Linked DNA regions of Mus musculus: regions 2, 3, 4 and 5 are each linked to region 1. A link is a contact called in public HiCAR-type, HiChIP or PLAC-seq and promoter capture Hi-C data. All regions are on one chromosome and are shown on one strand. The core of a region is the stretch at or near the end of the contact, and the rest is flanking DNA. Distances in the headings are between cores, read along the strand shown.

Evidence for each region. Promoter capture Hi-C pulls out the DNA fragments that hold promoters and counts their contacts. HiCAR-type assays count read pairs that join an accessible place to other places. HiChIP or PLAC-seq counts read pairs in DNA pulled down with a chosen protein or histone mark.
Region 2: a contact with region 1 is called in an H3K27ac HiChIP or PLAC-seq map of epiblast stem cells, with 5 times the contacts expected there. The contact joins the promoter of Lin28b here to the promoter of Atg5 in region 1. A contact is called at or near these places in 4 of 39 promoter capture datasets (embryonic stem cells, hippocampal neurons and pre-B cells), 2 of 484 Hi-C or Micro-C datasets (both in embryonic stem cells), 3 of 115 datasets of contacts at active chromatin or transcription factors (astrocytes, epiblast stem cells and thymic regulatory T cells) and 1 of 9 other capture datasets (embryonic stem cells).
Region 3: a contact with region 1 is called in a promoter capture Hi-C map of hippocampal neurons, with 2.8 times the contacts expected there. The contact joins the enhancer-like site here to the promoter of Atg5 in region 1. A contact is called at or near these places in 4 of 39 promoter capture datasets (the C10 cell line, hippocampal neurons, pre-B cells and 1 more) and 4 of 115 datasets of contacts at active chromatin or transcription factors (astrocytes, embryonic forebrain and embryonic stem cells).
Region 4: a promoter capture Hi-C map of hippocampal neurons shows a contact between it and region 1, with 2.9 times the contacts expected there. The contact joins the promoter of 9030612E09Rik here to the promoter of Atg5 in region 1. A contact is called at or near these places in 2 of 39 promoter capture datasets (hippocampal neurons and liver).
Region 5: a HiCAR-type map of astrocytes shows a contact between it and region 1, with 4 times the contacts expected there. The contact joins the promoter of Bves here to the promoter of Atg5 in region 1. A contact is called at or near these places in 10 of 39 promoter capture datasets (the 3T3-L1 cell line, the C10 cell line, embryonic stem cells and 5 more), 1 of 484 Hi-C or Micro-C datasets (embryonic stem cells), 11 of 115 datasets of contacts at active chromatin or transcription factors (astrocytes, embryonic forebrain, embryonic stem cells and 3 more) and 2 of 9 other capture datasets (embryonic stem cells and liver).

What each region holds. Positions count from the first base shown.
Region 1 is chr10:44,266,712-44,269,612 of GRCm38.p6, forward strand. Atg5 (autophagy related 5) reads left to right here and starts at 1,628. Exons shown (of 8, transcript NM_053069.6): 1 at 1,628-1,873. It overlaps Gm40637 (a long non-coding RNA gene), which reads right to left and starts at 1,491. Exons shown (of 2, transcript XR_871625.2): 1 at 1,402-1,491; 2 at 1,031-1,250.
Region 2 is chr10:45,468,812-45,471,511 of GRCm38.p6, forward strand. It overlaps Lin28b (lin-28 homolog B (C. elegans)), which reads right to left and starts at 1,390. Exons shown (of 5, transcript NM_001031772.2): 1 at 1,240-1,390; 2 at 226-407. The coding sequence starts at 1,249.
Region 3 is chr10:45,313,614-45,316,313 of GRCm38.p6, forward strand. Popdc3 (popeye domain containing 3) reads left to right here. Exons shown (of 4, transcript NM_024286.1): 2 at 948-1,666. The coding sequence starts at 1,182. Among named protein-coding and RNA genes, the nearest start is that of Bves, 21 kb to the right of the region's middle. Within about 2 kb of position 1,413, at least 8 of the 459 cell types and tissues checked have an H3K27ac peak or open chromatin away from gene starts, as enhancers often do. A contact at or near this core is called in hippocampal neurons, where this site is marked.
Region 4 is chr10:43,173,300-43,175,999 of GRCm38.p6, forward strand. 9030612E09Rik (RIKEN cDNA 9030612E09 gene) reads left to right here and starts at 1,400. Exons shown (of 1, transcript NR_102361.1): 1 at 1,400-2,700. It overlaps Sobp (sine oculis binding protein), which reads right to left and starts at 1,231. Exons shown (of 7, transcript NM_175407.3): 1 at 677-1,231. The coding sequence starts at 772.
Region 5 is chr10:45,334,292-45,336,991 of GRCm38.p6, forward strand. Bves (blood vessel epicardial substance) reads left to right here and starts at 1,444. Exons shown (of 8, transcript NM_024285.3): 1 at 1,444-1,590.

The DNA.
Region 1 (2,901 bases), core at 378-2,877:
TCCCTTTTATACTGGGCCAAGCCTATCTAGCTGTTGCCAGGTAACTGTGAGGAGGAGCATACCTGGCTGCTGGCAGGAACTGTGGGGGTGGAGTTTAGACAGAATTCCAACACACTCCACCTACTCAAAGCAGAAATCTCTACTATATTAAACTCAGTAATCAGTTACTAGCTGAAATCATACCTGGTCTAAGCACTGAAAATAAATGACTATTGTATGCTCAGCCATAAAAGGGACACCATCTCCTCCAAGGCTCAAGGAACCTCACAAAAGAAAGGTGTCAAACTCATGGGACAAGAGCAAGATCACTACAACAAAGTTTGAGGCAAATTTGGAGCAAGTTTTATTAAGTACTGGCCAGGACGTGGACACTGGTACAAGGTCCACACCCAGGATAACCAGAGAATGGCACCAAATTACATTAGGTGGAGCCTTATGAAGGCCAACCCAGCTTCTCCTCAACAGAAGTCTGACAAGACCCTCTTGGGTTTCTTCAGGTAACACTGCCTTTATTTAGATTCATGGCTCTAGCCAGGCTCTGCCGCTGCTGACAGAGCAAAGTGTCGTGGCAGAAATTCCAGTAGAGAAATTGAAGCAGAAGGATGGTAAATTCAAGGTCAGATCGGAGGATGGGGGTTAAAGAGTATCCATGATTATACATAGAGTTTGAGGTCAGTCAGCGTTGCACGAGAGCTTGTCTCAAACCCAAAAAAGGAGGAAGAAAGGAAAGAAAAAAAAAGGCTGGAGAAATACCTACAGATCAGTGTAGTTAAGAGTTAATTGTGCTCACTGATCTCGCAAAAGACTAAAATCATTTCCAGTGCCTGCACTGGGTGCCTCACAACTGCCTGTAACTGCAGCTCCCGGGGCTCCATTTACCATCTCTTAGGATCTAGTTGGACACCTCATCCTCTCCGGGTGGGGGAAGGAAAGAGAAGAGTAAGAGGGGAGAAGAGAAGGAGGAAGAGAAGGTGGAGGAGGACGAGGAGGAGGGTGTTAAAATGTTTGGTGAGTGAAGACCCAGATCAAGTACTCTTTACGTTTTGTTTTATTTTCAAAGCAATAAGAGTAGGAAAGGTACTCTTAGAGGTGAGGGAGGTTTTGGTACTTTTACCAACTGGGGTTAAATACAGCCACTAATGCCTACTGTGGTCCTACAGGAGTGGGGAGGTTCTACCGAGCAAATGAATGTGGTTTACCTTGAAAGCCGGGTGTGGTGGCTCACGTCTGCAGTTCTAGCACTTGGGAGACTGAGGAACACGAGATACCTAGTTAAGTCCCAGACTTGCAGCTTGATACCCCTGTCCTGACTCTAACCCAACTAAATTAAACCATCCCAACCACCCTTAAAAGTAAGGTTTTTACAATACTGTTTTGTGAGGAAGAGAAAAATGCTGCTACCACGGCAGCCGATGTCTCAGGATCCTTTATTTCTCTGTTCTTCCACAACTGTCACACTGACAACCGGGAACACCAACGACTGCGTTCTGTCCATCCAAGAAGAAAACCGGCAAACTCGTTCCGAGTTCAGGCGCTCCCTGTGTGTCTGCGCACGCTCAGGAGCAACTCAGGTCTTGCCAGGTTGGGCCGCGCTCGGAGGGCGGAGCGCTTGCCACGTGGTCTTGGTGACGTCATCTCCGGGCGCCGAGGGTGACTGGACCTACGGTGGGCGCCCGGCGCTGCGGTTCACTCTGGTTCCGAGGGCGGAAGTGCCCGTCGGGCTGTTTTCTGACCCGGGCGGCAGCACTGTGCGGCTGCGCGCGCACTGGGACTTCTGCTCCTGCGCCTCTGCAGGACAGTGTGATCCCGGCAGACAGAACCCGACCGAGCGGCTTTCGCGCTGCGGGAAGCCGGAGCAGAGCCGGCACCTCGGGTAGGGCTCATGTGTGTCCCGGGCGTGGAAGTGTGGGGCGGGAGTGGGACCGGGCAGGGGCAGGGGCTGCGGGCGAGCGGCCCGTGTAAAGAGCGCACCCGGAGGGATGGCGGGGGAGGCGGTGCCGCTGGGCGGAGGTGGGGTTGGCGAGACACCGGCCCGGGAGCCCTTGGGCAGTCTAGCTGTCCCTTTGGGTAGTTAGTATGTCAGTTCCTTACTAAGGTAGGAAATGTAGCATCGAGTCTGGAGCTCAAGTTAAGGACTTGCATTTTATTTAAATCGTAATTGTTTCGGTGCTTTTTGATTCTATCTAAACGCAGACTGTTTCTCTTCGATGCAGTTCTTTGAGTCTCAGTTTAATTTTAGTACTTAATACTAACAAATGCATTTTTCTGTTAGTAGAACACTTTCGTTTATTTAGTTACTTTGTTGAAATTGCTCTCAAAGAATATAAACTTGAGGAACCTAAGAATCTGGGTGGCATGTAGGTTTTTCTCCCAAAGCATGTAGCATTGTTTTCACTGAGAAAGCATAGCAAGTCTTCACTAGTCAGAACCCCAGGAGCAGTTGACTATCTAAAGCCTTCTAGAATTCACCTGATAAGTATCTTGGGTCCTTGATACCGAGTATTTGAGTCAGATGCAAATATTCTGACTTCATTAAAATTATTGTTTGAATTGAAATTTGAGAACAAGAACATTGGCTTTATGGTAGTTGTCTTGGCAGGTGAGAATGTTACACTAAGTTTAATTGTACTTTGAGCCCAGTTTTGTGGCCTGTACCTTTAATTCCAGCAGTGGAGGTGGGGTGAAGGCAGGAAAATCAGGAGTTTAAGGCCAGCCTTGGCTATTTAGTGAGTTTGCTGCAATCCTAGAGGGCATGGTACTCTTTGCAACACACAGACAACATCCTCCAAAGCCCAAAAACAACCTAGCATTTTTTGGCCCTGCATTGGATCTTGAGCAGCACAAAACCAAACTATAACCCGAAAACAAAACAAACCCCAACTGTGATTGCCCACGTTTCTA
Region 2 (2,700 bases), core at 140-2,639, 1.2 Mb after region 1:
GAGTTATGTTGTACCAGTCAGTGAAGTACCAGCCTTCATTTTCTATTTATAAAAATATACCCCAGCAGGGACACATCTGAAAACTGGACAATCACCTGATTTTTATCGAATATTTCCGTATTACAATACACTTAAAAGCACATTTTTCTATATATATTAACATAACTACACACCAACTCCCAAGCATGGAATCCGGTAAAAAAGGGATTAAAAAGTCTGGCTTACTTGGTGTACAAATACATCCACTGGAATATCCAAGGGATTTCCCTCTCGACTTATCATGGAGATGAATCCGAATCCCATGCGCACGTTGAACCATTTACAGTGGCCAGTGCCATGCAGAACCTGGGGTTCGTCCTCTGCCAGCCCGGGCAGTTTTTCTGGCTCTTCACCTTTGCTTGCCCCGCCTGACACGGAAGAGGACAAAAGTCAGTTAGCCTGCATTTCTATACAGTGCTCATCTAAACAAAAAGTTTTGCTTGGGAAAAGAAGACATGAAGATTAAAAACAAAAGGTTGGCAAACATTTTCCTTCTTAAAAAAAAAATTGAAACAAAAAGGGTTAAAAGCAAAGCCAGGGAGGGGAAGCCACATTGCTGCACTGCTCACAGCAGCTTCCACGTTTCCGTACAGCCGCAGACTTTTTCATCTGGCTCCTTTCTCGGCAACATTCTACGGTTACAGCTTCTGACACTTCACTCACAGGCTGCTGATCTAATACTATTCCAATTTACAAAGAGTAATTTTTCAGCGAGATTGCTTTTCCTAGCAAGGAGAAAGAAAAAAAGAGAAATCCTAAGGATGGCTGGCTACTGGTTAATGCACATGAGGCAGACGGGAATCCCGGGGTATTTGCAATGTGCGTTCCCCTCCCCCTAACTTTCAATTAAAGTTAGGGTAGAATGGGGGAGGGGGCAGGTGTATAAAAGTTTTCTTGAACTCACTAACTGAAACTACACGTAATCACACACACACACATGCACACACACACACAATTCAAACAATAGCCCTCTGAAAGCTTTCCAAGTTGTGAATCAGTGTGGGCGGTACAAAACATTTTGGAGATCTGTAACAATAGGTTTTGCCAAAGCCCCACGGCACTCTAAGGGGGTGGGGAGATAATGCCCAGTATTAGGGTAATGGGGGAAAGGAGAGAAGGGGTGAAAAACTACGTGGTGGGGAGAAGCAGGGGAGAAAAGAAGAGAGGAATCACAGTAAAACAATAGAAAAGAAAATTAACCTTCGGCCATGTTGCCCCACCGGCCCTCAGCTTCAAACTCCAGAGATGAAAACTTTCCCTTTGGACCGGAGTGATCTTCAGCATCAGTCTAACATCTTGATTTTGTGCGATCACAAATTTAGTTCGCATGGTCTAATGTGCTTTCCTTCTTTTGATTTTTTTCTCTTCTCTCTCCGGTTTCTGGCCCCTGAGCACACGTGACTCTGTCAATTACATGCTTTCTTGCTACTAATTCACCTCGGATCCTTAAGGGGCTGGCAAGAGGAAGAGATAACCAATCGCCATTTCATCTGTGCTGACATCAAAATAATTTATGAATGAGCACGAAAAACTCAAACATGTTATCTTAAAGACAATCTGGGACGCTTCTTTATGATTAATCAGAATGCTGATTTTGTATTATTTAAACGAAGGGCCCTTGTGAATCGCTGGTTTAAAAAGGCAGTGTATGTGCACACGCCTGCTCTACACACAAGCTTCTCTAATCTCATAGGGGAGCCATTTAAATAAAGCAACTGATGTTATTATTCCCCACATATATACACCCCATAGGGATTCTGCTATTTCACAGCACCAAACCACCTTAGGGACATTAATATTTAATTTGTAGAGGAAAATACGCAATTCTTAAGTCCAAACTTAAATTTAATTATATAACAATTAACTTCAGATATTGGTAACATAAACCTACCAAAAGGCAAAAGCACAACTAATTTCAACCTGATTTTTTTTTCAATTTGAAATAAAATCCTACTGAAAAAAATCACTACTAATTTCCTATCAAATAGTGTTGCTCATATCTGAACATTTTTGAGAAGTATGAAGAAATTATACTTCACAGGTTTCTCCGACATCTCTTTCCGGGGGAGGAGATGTGATTAATGACTTCCTAAATTACAGCCCAGTTTTCCAGCCTAACGTAGAGTGAACCTCAATCAGCGGTGATTGTTCCCCAAGAGCAGGAGACTCAGCGCAGGGGGGGGGGGCAGGGGGGGCAGCGCAAGGAGGTAAAGAGGGATGCAGGAGAGGCGACTGTAAAGAAAAAAGCCTCCGCTGCTGGGGTGGGGGGTGGGGGAGGGCGCATAGGGGAAAGGTAAATCCGCCTAATATTAAGTGGACCCTGACATCTTAGAGGTCTACTGCCAGCAAGCAGGTCGGTCAAATGCATGAGACTGTAATAACGCAATGGGCTCCTCCTGTCCCTTCCTGTTGGCCCTCTGCATCAACACTTTTTGCTTTTCAAATTGTTTTTGTTGTGTTTGTAACCGTACTAACCACCTTATCGAATGTTTAAAAAAAAAAAACCAATGTATATTAACTAGAAGTGCTTTGTTTCTTTAAAATAAATTACCTGTTTTGAAACATTATAAGGCTTCCACCAGTCTTTCACTACCCCATCCCCCCATTTTCTTAAACAAGCAGTTTACAGAAAAACTGTAGATACCACTTCCCTTCTTCAAA
Region 3 (2,700 bases), core at 163-2,662, 1.0 Mb after region 1:
TGGATCCAGCACGTGGGCAGTGCCACCGAAGTCCTGCTCTGCTTTGATGTCTGTGTAGCTTGGACACATTCATTCATGGCTCCTCTGAGCCTCAAATATGTTTAAAGCAAAACTGCCGTAGCATCAGACAGTATCTGTCAAGAGGGGAGGATTTTTGGAAGGTTCATGGATTCATCATAATTACGAAGAGAGCGTGTTCAAAATACGCATCTCTGGAAATCGCCTTGATTTAATATTTGTGGAGAAAGTCCATGGCTCTGTTTTTAGTCACTTGTGTCGAGTGACTCTGACTTAAAGCTGTGCCACTGCTGTAGACTGGCTGACCCAAGGATTTAGTTATCCCCGTGTTTCAGTTTTCTGTCTGTTGTTGTGATAAAACACTGACGAAAACCAACTTGAGGAGGAAAGGGATTATTGCCCCTTACAGACTAGAGTCCATCATTGACGGATGTCGAGCAAGGAGCTCAAAGTCGGAACCTAGAGGCAAGAACTGGAGCAGAGGCCATGGAGGAATGTTTGTGCTGACTTGCTCCCCGTGACTTCCTGAGTTGGCTCTCTCATATACCTCAGGACTACCTGCCTAGGGCTGGCACCGCCCACAGTGGGCGGGGCCATTTCACATCAATCATTAACCTAGAAAATGCCCCACCAGCTTGCCCAGGACAGTCTGATGGAGGTGTCTCCTCAGCTGAGATTCCTTCTCAGGTGACTCCAGCTCGTCAAGTTTATAAAAACCAACCTGCATGCGCCGAAAAATCAATAGCTAGCCAATTTCTAGTAAATATGCTTTTATTAAACATTTAATTAATACTTGCGCTTAAAACATCCCAATTTTACTAACAACGGGAAGACAATTTGCATAATTGGTGCTGCAGATTCATTAAGTAAAGTACCATTCCATTCTTTTTGTTTAATTTGATCCTATGTCCCTATTTTCTTTCACACAGGAAATAGCAAAACCTTTGTGGACTTCATCTGAATCAGGAGTCCAGATGAGCTTAAAGAAACTGGGGCTGAACCCATAGCTCTTTCGGCTCCACACCCACTGAAGCCCCCTCCATGCCAGCCCCCGAGTCTCCCGGCCTGTGGAGTGCACTGCTGTGTGATGGGAAAGCGAAGGACTCTGTCACTGGCCTCAGGGTCCTCTAAAGCGAACTGACAGGGAAGCAGATAGTGCAGCCATGGAGAAGAATTCAAGCTTATGGAAAAGCTTGGTGACTGAACACCCACTCTGCACCACCTGGAAGCAGGAGGCCGAAGGGGCCATTTACCACCTCGCCAGTATCTTGTTTGTAGTAGGTTTTATGGGTGGCAGTGGATTCTTTGGGCTCCTTTATGTCTTCAGCTTGCTGGGGCTGGGTTTCCTCAGTTCTGCGGTCTGGGCGTGGGTGGACATCTGTGCCGCTGACATATTTTCCTGGAATTTTGTGCTGTTTGTCATCTGCTTCATGCAGTTCGTTCACATCGCGTATCAAGTTCACAGCATAACCTTCGCCCGAGATTTCCATGTGTTGTACAGCTCGCTCTTCAAGCCCCTCGGGATCCCTTTGCCCGTCTTCAGAACAATTGCTCTGAGCTCTGAAGTGGTTAGTTTGGAGAAGGAGCACTGCTACGCCATGCAGGGGAAAACCTCCATTGATCGACTCTCCGTGCTCATCTCAGGAAGGTTCGTACCCTGCGTGCAGTGTGCCTCACCTCTGTAGTGGTTCTGTGTGTTTCTTGGTATTCTATGTTGGTGCAGCATAGTCCTGGGTGGCATTTAGCACCCATTGACTCGGGGAAATCTTTGAGACATGACATAGGTGTGGGTATTTAGAGGACATGCTATAGTTTACTTGAATCCAGAAATAATCTCAGCGTACTCTTTCATCTTACAAATACAATTCACAAGTCTTAAAAGCAAAGCATGAATTTGGTTCTGTGGATTCAACATTTGTGACTAGTCACAGAACGTCAAGGAGGCTGAGGCAGCTTGACCTGGTAGATCTGTCATCGGCACACTGAGTGTTTTAGGTGGACTCTTCTGACATCCTTCTCGATAACAGGGAGTCTTTCATTTTATATTATCAAATTTATTCAGTAAATCTTAGCATTTGCCCCCTTGTGAGAGGTGGGAGTAAAGACTTCGGGAATATATATGTATAGAATCTAAACTTGGAAAAGTTTGAGGAGGTAAACAATCCTGTGTTTTTCATATAATTGAAACTATTAATGGCTGGAGAGATGGCTCTGCAGTCAAGATCACTGGCTCCGGTTCCAGAGGACCAGGGTTCAATTCCCAGCACCTGCATGGCAGCTCATAACTGCCTGAAATTGCAATTTCATGGGATCCAACACCTTTACACAAACATGCATGCAGGCAAAGCATCAATGCACATGAAATAAAATTAAGTAAATTAATTAATTGTGTAACAAAAAGAAAAGATTAAACCTTTAACACACAGAGGTCCTTGCAGCAGATTCCCCACTATGCTCTTAAACTCCCCACAGTGTAGTAAAAAAAAAATTTTTTTTGACTGAGTGTGCCAGTCCTGTGCTGAGGCACAGTACCCACATGGAATGGACTCATCTCATGCATGTACAACTTGATGAGCTGTTGGTGAATTTCACCTACTGTTCCAGACTTCTAGGTGATGAATATCATACACAAACCTTATAGGGATTACGGTAGTACATGTATTTAATATTTTGTTCTTCAAA
Region 4 (2,700 bases), core at 150-2,649, 1.1 Mb before region 1:
ACAGCTGGCTTTCAGCCGGGCTTGCCGGGTCTGCTAACTGGAAAGTGAGGCGTGCAGAGGCGAGCGGGAGACCCGGGGCAGAAGCAGAGAGGAGCGGCCGGGGACGGCGAGGCGAGCCCGCTGGCTGCAGCGTCCCTGACCCGCGCCGCTCCGGCCCAAGCCTCCGCCACTGACAGCTACACCGCCGCAGCCGGCGAGTTGGAGCAAAGCGGGATCACCGAGCCTGGGGATGGACCGGGAAGAGGGGTGGAATCCAGGTATCCCGGGTGCCCCGGTCCGGCAGCTCTTAACTTTGGAGGGGTCCGGAGATTCATTTCCGAAAAAGGGAGAAATACTACACCGACCATCAGGAAAGCCACTGCACCATGCTCACTCGCCACTGGGGTTCAGTGCCCTCGCCCGGCAACATCTGTACCAGTCTAGGGTTTGTGAGGTTAAATAGTATCCCCCCCCCCTCGCCCCCATCAAATCTGAGGTTGGCAGACTTCGGAGATGCAGCCCATGAGTTGGCCTCGGTTTTGCACCTGGAGGGGGAGCTGAGGCGTCCCAGGGACCCAGCAGAAACTGACAAGCGCGCCCCTGTCCCCCCCCCCCCCCCCCGCAGCCTACACAACAGCCCGAAGGGAGCGGACGGAATAAAGAGCTCGGTCTCCCCGGCCTCCGAGTCCGAAAATACCTTCATCTCCTCGTTGATCTCCCTCTTCACAGGGTGAGCGGGTTTCCGGCTTCTTTTATTTTCCGGAGGTCTCCCTTCTTTCTCCATTTCTGCCATGTTTTTGTGTCTGGTTTCTGTGGAGATGAAATGGCTGCTGCCGCCGCCGGCGGTGGTGGTGGTGGCGGTGGCGGTGGCGGAGGTGGAGGTGGTGCTGATGGTGGCAACGCTGGCGGAGGTAGCGGTGCTAGCGGGTCCGGGGCTGGGGGTGGGGGTGGAACAGGCGAGGGAGGAGCGGGGTCTCTTCTAGCGGCGGAGACCGTCAGTGGCCGTCACGGGGAAGGGTAGCCCGGGGAGTCTCGGGGATGCCGCCGCCGCCGCTCCTACCGTCGCCGCCGCCGCTCCTGCTGCCGCCGCTGCCGGTGCCGCCGCCGCCGCTCCCGCTCCCGCCGCCGCCGGGCTGCATCCTCGGGGCCCGAAGGAGTCGTCAGCCATCTTCCTGAGCTCTGTCTGTCCGCATGGGCGAGAGGAGCGCCGGCCACGGCGGAGACAGCTGCTCTGGGCGTGCGTGCGTGGATCTGTGTGTGCGCCCGGGAGAGCGCGCCAGCCCCGGCGCCCAGCGCCTCCCGCGAGCCGAGCCGCGGGCGGAGGGAGGGACTGAGCGGGGAGGGGTCCGAGGGAGGGGAGGCTGGGGGTGGGGGGGACAAGGCCAGCCCCCCGCTCGCGAGCGGGCGTGGCTTCCCGGTCGTTGTAGACGCGGATGCTGCGCGGCTCCGGGGGCTGCTGGCGGCCGCCTGCTCCTGGGCGGCGGGCACCGGCCCTACTCGGAGCCGCCACCTCCCCGCGACGACCCCTCCTGCTCCCGAGCTCCGTGACGTGGGCTCCGGTGGGCTCAGAGTTGGCTTCTGAGGATGACCTAGAGGCCGCTGAGGCAAAACATAGCGGGGTGAAGGGTGGAGGTGGAGCGCTGAAAGGGCGCAGGGACCTGAAGGCAGAGCGAGAACTCGGCTCCGGGGTTGCAGCGCCCGGGAGCGGAGGGAAACACAGACCGGACCCACCGCTCAGGCACCAGTGTCCTGCTCCGAAGACTACGGCAGGCTGTGTGGAGGCTGAATGTCGCTTAGAGGGGTCTCCAGCACAGCGCGCCGTCAGACTGTTTGCCAGGAAGCTTTTGCCTTCCTGAGAAGGACTTCGAAGTAGGACAACTCAGCCTCCAGCTCCCTGATTTTCTTTCTCTTTCTGTCTCCCTTCCCCCTCTGCCCCAAACGCAAGCTTATGCTCTGTTACAAAGTAGCATCTTTACCCGGTGACCCGGCTTGCACCCTCACCGTGCCCTGTGCTTAATGGGAAGGGTTGGGCTTAGTGGGTACTGTTGTGCGCTCAGGATCCCTCCCCCCAGAAGCCCCACGCCCTCGCCACGCACGACAGGACCCTCTCCTCTCCATCAGGTTCCACACTCTTCCACCAGACTCGCATCTGCTGGTTCCAAAGCCCAGCTCATCCTCCATGCGCTCACGTGTTTCCTCTTGGGCCGCCTCTGTCCACGCCCTGGACCAAGGTCGGCTGCGCCTGTCCCTGTCTTTTGGGTTGAGGTATCAGCGTGAACCGTTTGATGAGGCTCCAGAGACAACACACAGCTCTGAAAATCTCCTACACACACTGCAAAGGAACGACACCTAGACGTTCCCAGTTCAGCTTTCCCGCGCCGCTCCACTTTGTAATTACCTGACACAATGTGATATGGGGGTGTCCATTGTTCCCCGGCTTGTTATTACGGAGTGTTCATTATGACAGTGGTGGAATTTAAAATTACACATTTTTAAGTCCTTAAGAGATAGAATGAATTCGGTGTGGGGGTATGAGTAAGCTTTTCATTAAAATCTCAGTTCGGCCTATCAAGTGGGGTTCATTCTGAGTGTTGCCTTGCCTAATTTGCATTTTAGCATGGTTTTGTCTCTTTAAGCATAGAATTACAGATATCTGGGAGCGTACTCTGCAGGGCTGAACAACCCTATGAGGCCTGTTTTTGCATTTTAGCATAATGTGTT
Region 5 (2,700 bases), core at 194-2,693, 1.1 Mb after region 1:
CAGACTGAATAGTTAGCGATAAAACACCCAGAATCTGCATTAACACCATTCTAAAACCTTTGCGGGTGTGATGAAATTCAGCTCTCAACACAACCCTAAGGGGCTGGAGACATGGTTCAGTTAGTAAAGTCCTTGCTGCACAAGAATGAAGACAGAAGTTTGATCCCCCAAATCCATGTTAAAAAGTCGGATGTGGAGGTTCAGTTTGTAATCCCAAACTGGTGAGGGTGTGACAGGCAGGTTCCTTGAGGCTCCCTGGTCCGCTAGACTAGCTTAACCGGGAACTTTCAGGTTAATGCGAGACTCACAAGACAAGACTGATGGTCCCTCTGCATGCCCTGGGACATACACTCATGAAGAGAGGAAGAGGGGGAAAGAGGAGAGCGCGTGGGGAGAGCATGGGCATGAAGGTGAGATGGGGGGAGGGAGAGATTTGAGAGCAGGCTCTCTTGAGGTGGAGGAAAGAGGAAAACCGCCACTGTGATCTCCTGCCATCCACCTTCTTTGAGACTTACTTTTCCTGCCCTGCCACTGAAGTTCCCAGGGACTCTCCCCTGTCCCCATGGATACACTGGGATAACAGGTTTTAGGCTGTTGCATCCTGCGTTGTGGAACTGAAAACTCAGGCTTCTCGCTGGTAAGCACTTTACTACTGAGCCAACTCCTCTTTAAAGATTTTAAAGGTTCAATAATGCTGGGACCAAGCCAAGCCATCAACACAGGGGCCTGTGGGGAATGCCCCAGAGCCAACTGGAGCAGACAGATTGCAACTTGGTCTATACTACTTGGCTCTGGAATAGCAGGCGTGCTCTCTACTAGGCAGATTGGACCAATGTGCACCTCGGGGGTACTCTATACGCATCCTGACATAGCGGGGGTTCTGTTTTGATCTTTGATCCCACAGGACTGCGTTCTCTGTCACACAGAGGACACTTGGTGGTTATCGGATGTCCATTTAACCTTTCTATTTGTCCTATAAACTTCATCCCACCGATTTTTCATTACTGTGAACTTTCTTGCATTTCTTATCTGGTCCGGTATACCATGTCCAGTATAAATACTGATTGAAGAATATGTCCATATCCTATTTTTTCTCAATTTCTGGTCCTAAATGTAAGCATTTAACCTCGCTCCTTTGAAATCCAGCCTGCTAGCTTGTAGGTGGGATCTGGCTGGGCTATCAGGTGTCTCGGAGCAACAGCGCCCTCCGAGCCTCGGGCAACTCTCCGAGGGGTCTGTCCTCACTCCCCTGCCCTTTCCAGCGGGGGGCGACCCGCGTCCGCGCGTGTCCCCACTCATGCCCAAACAAGGAAGCGCGGGAGCGGGCGCGCGCACGCGGTGGGCCAGGCAGCGGGTCTGCGGGGAGCGGGGCTCCGCCCGCGGGGGCGACCTCGGGCGGCGCGTGCGCCGTGCGCCCCAGCCGGCCGCCGGGATGCCTATTTTAGTCAAAGCCTCCGCGAACGGGGAGCGGGCCGGGGCCGCGCTGCCTGGGGACCCGCCGCGAGCCCGTCCAGCCACCGCCGCTCGCCGCCGCCGCCGCCGTCGCAAACTTTGCGCGCGCCGCCGCCCCCGGGCCCCGGGACGCGCAAGGTAAGGAGCCAGAGCGCGCGATCGCGCGGGAAAGTTGGGCACGGAGCGGCCGAGCAACTTGCGATGCGCCCGCGTCCCGCGTCGTCCTTGCAGCCGCCCTTCGCCTGCCCGCGCCCCGGTCCCTCGGCGGGACAGCGGGGGGCCGCGGAGCTGTGGACGCTGACACTGCTGTGAGAGCAGGGCGAGCGGGTCCCGGGTGGGGGAGCAGTGGGAGCCACGGGTCCTCGCCACCCGCCCGCGTCCTAGAGAAACGGGTGGCTGCCAGACGGATCCCACAAAACCGTCGCCCCGAGCCGCCCGGAGGTGCGCGGAGAGTCCGGGAAAATATCAGTGAATTGCGCGTCTCCTCAAAAGGTTTTTGCTCATCGCTATTCATCTTCTTCTTTTTTTTTTTTTTTTTTTTTTTTTTTTTTTTTTTTTTTTCTAATTTGGTCAAGGTTTAATGTGCTAGCTTGCTTCCTCGGTCAGGTATGTAGACCTGCAGATGCCTATTTGAAAACCAGTAGATGGGCACGCTTTTACTACAGTGAGTAATTTGGGGAATTAGACGTGGAGGATCTGATGAGAAAGATGACGTTCTGATTTTGACAGTTTACAAATTCATCCAGTAATCTAACCTTCTTCATTAGATCATCATTCATTATTCGTATAAGGGCAGTTCAGTGTAGGCCACTTAAACCTATTAAGAAGTGATTAAGCAGGCCGTTAGACTAAGTCATTGGATAGCGAAAAAAAATTGAACTGATTTATGACAGGTAAGAAGCATTTCACAGCAATATATGTAACTATATATCTACAGCTGCATATAACATTTGCGTATCTTTAATAAGTGTAGCGTAGCAAAGTATGTTCTACAATATGCCTGCATTTAAACCTGGCCATTTAGGGCCGGTGAAAGAGCTCAGGCCGTGAAGGTACATGCCAGCACGCCTGGCAACCTGGGTTGTATCCCCAGGACCCGCGAAGTGGAAGGGGAGAGTCTCCAGCAAGCTGTCCTCTGACTTATGCACCCGTACACCACTGTAGAAATAAACACATGTAATGCATTTTAATAGCTATTAATATTTTCTGGTTTTGAGGAAAATAATAGTTTTCCTTGCCAATTTCCTT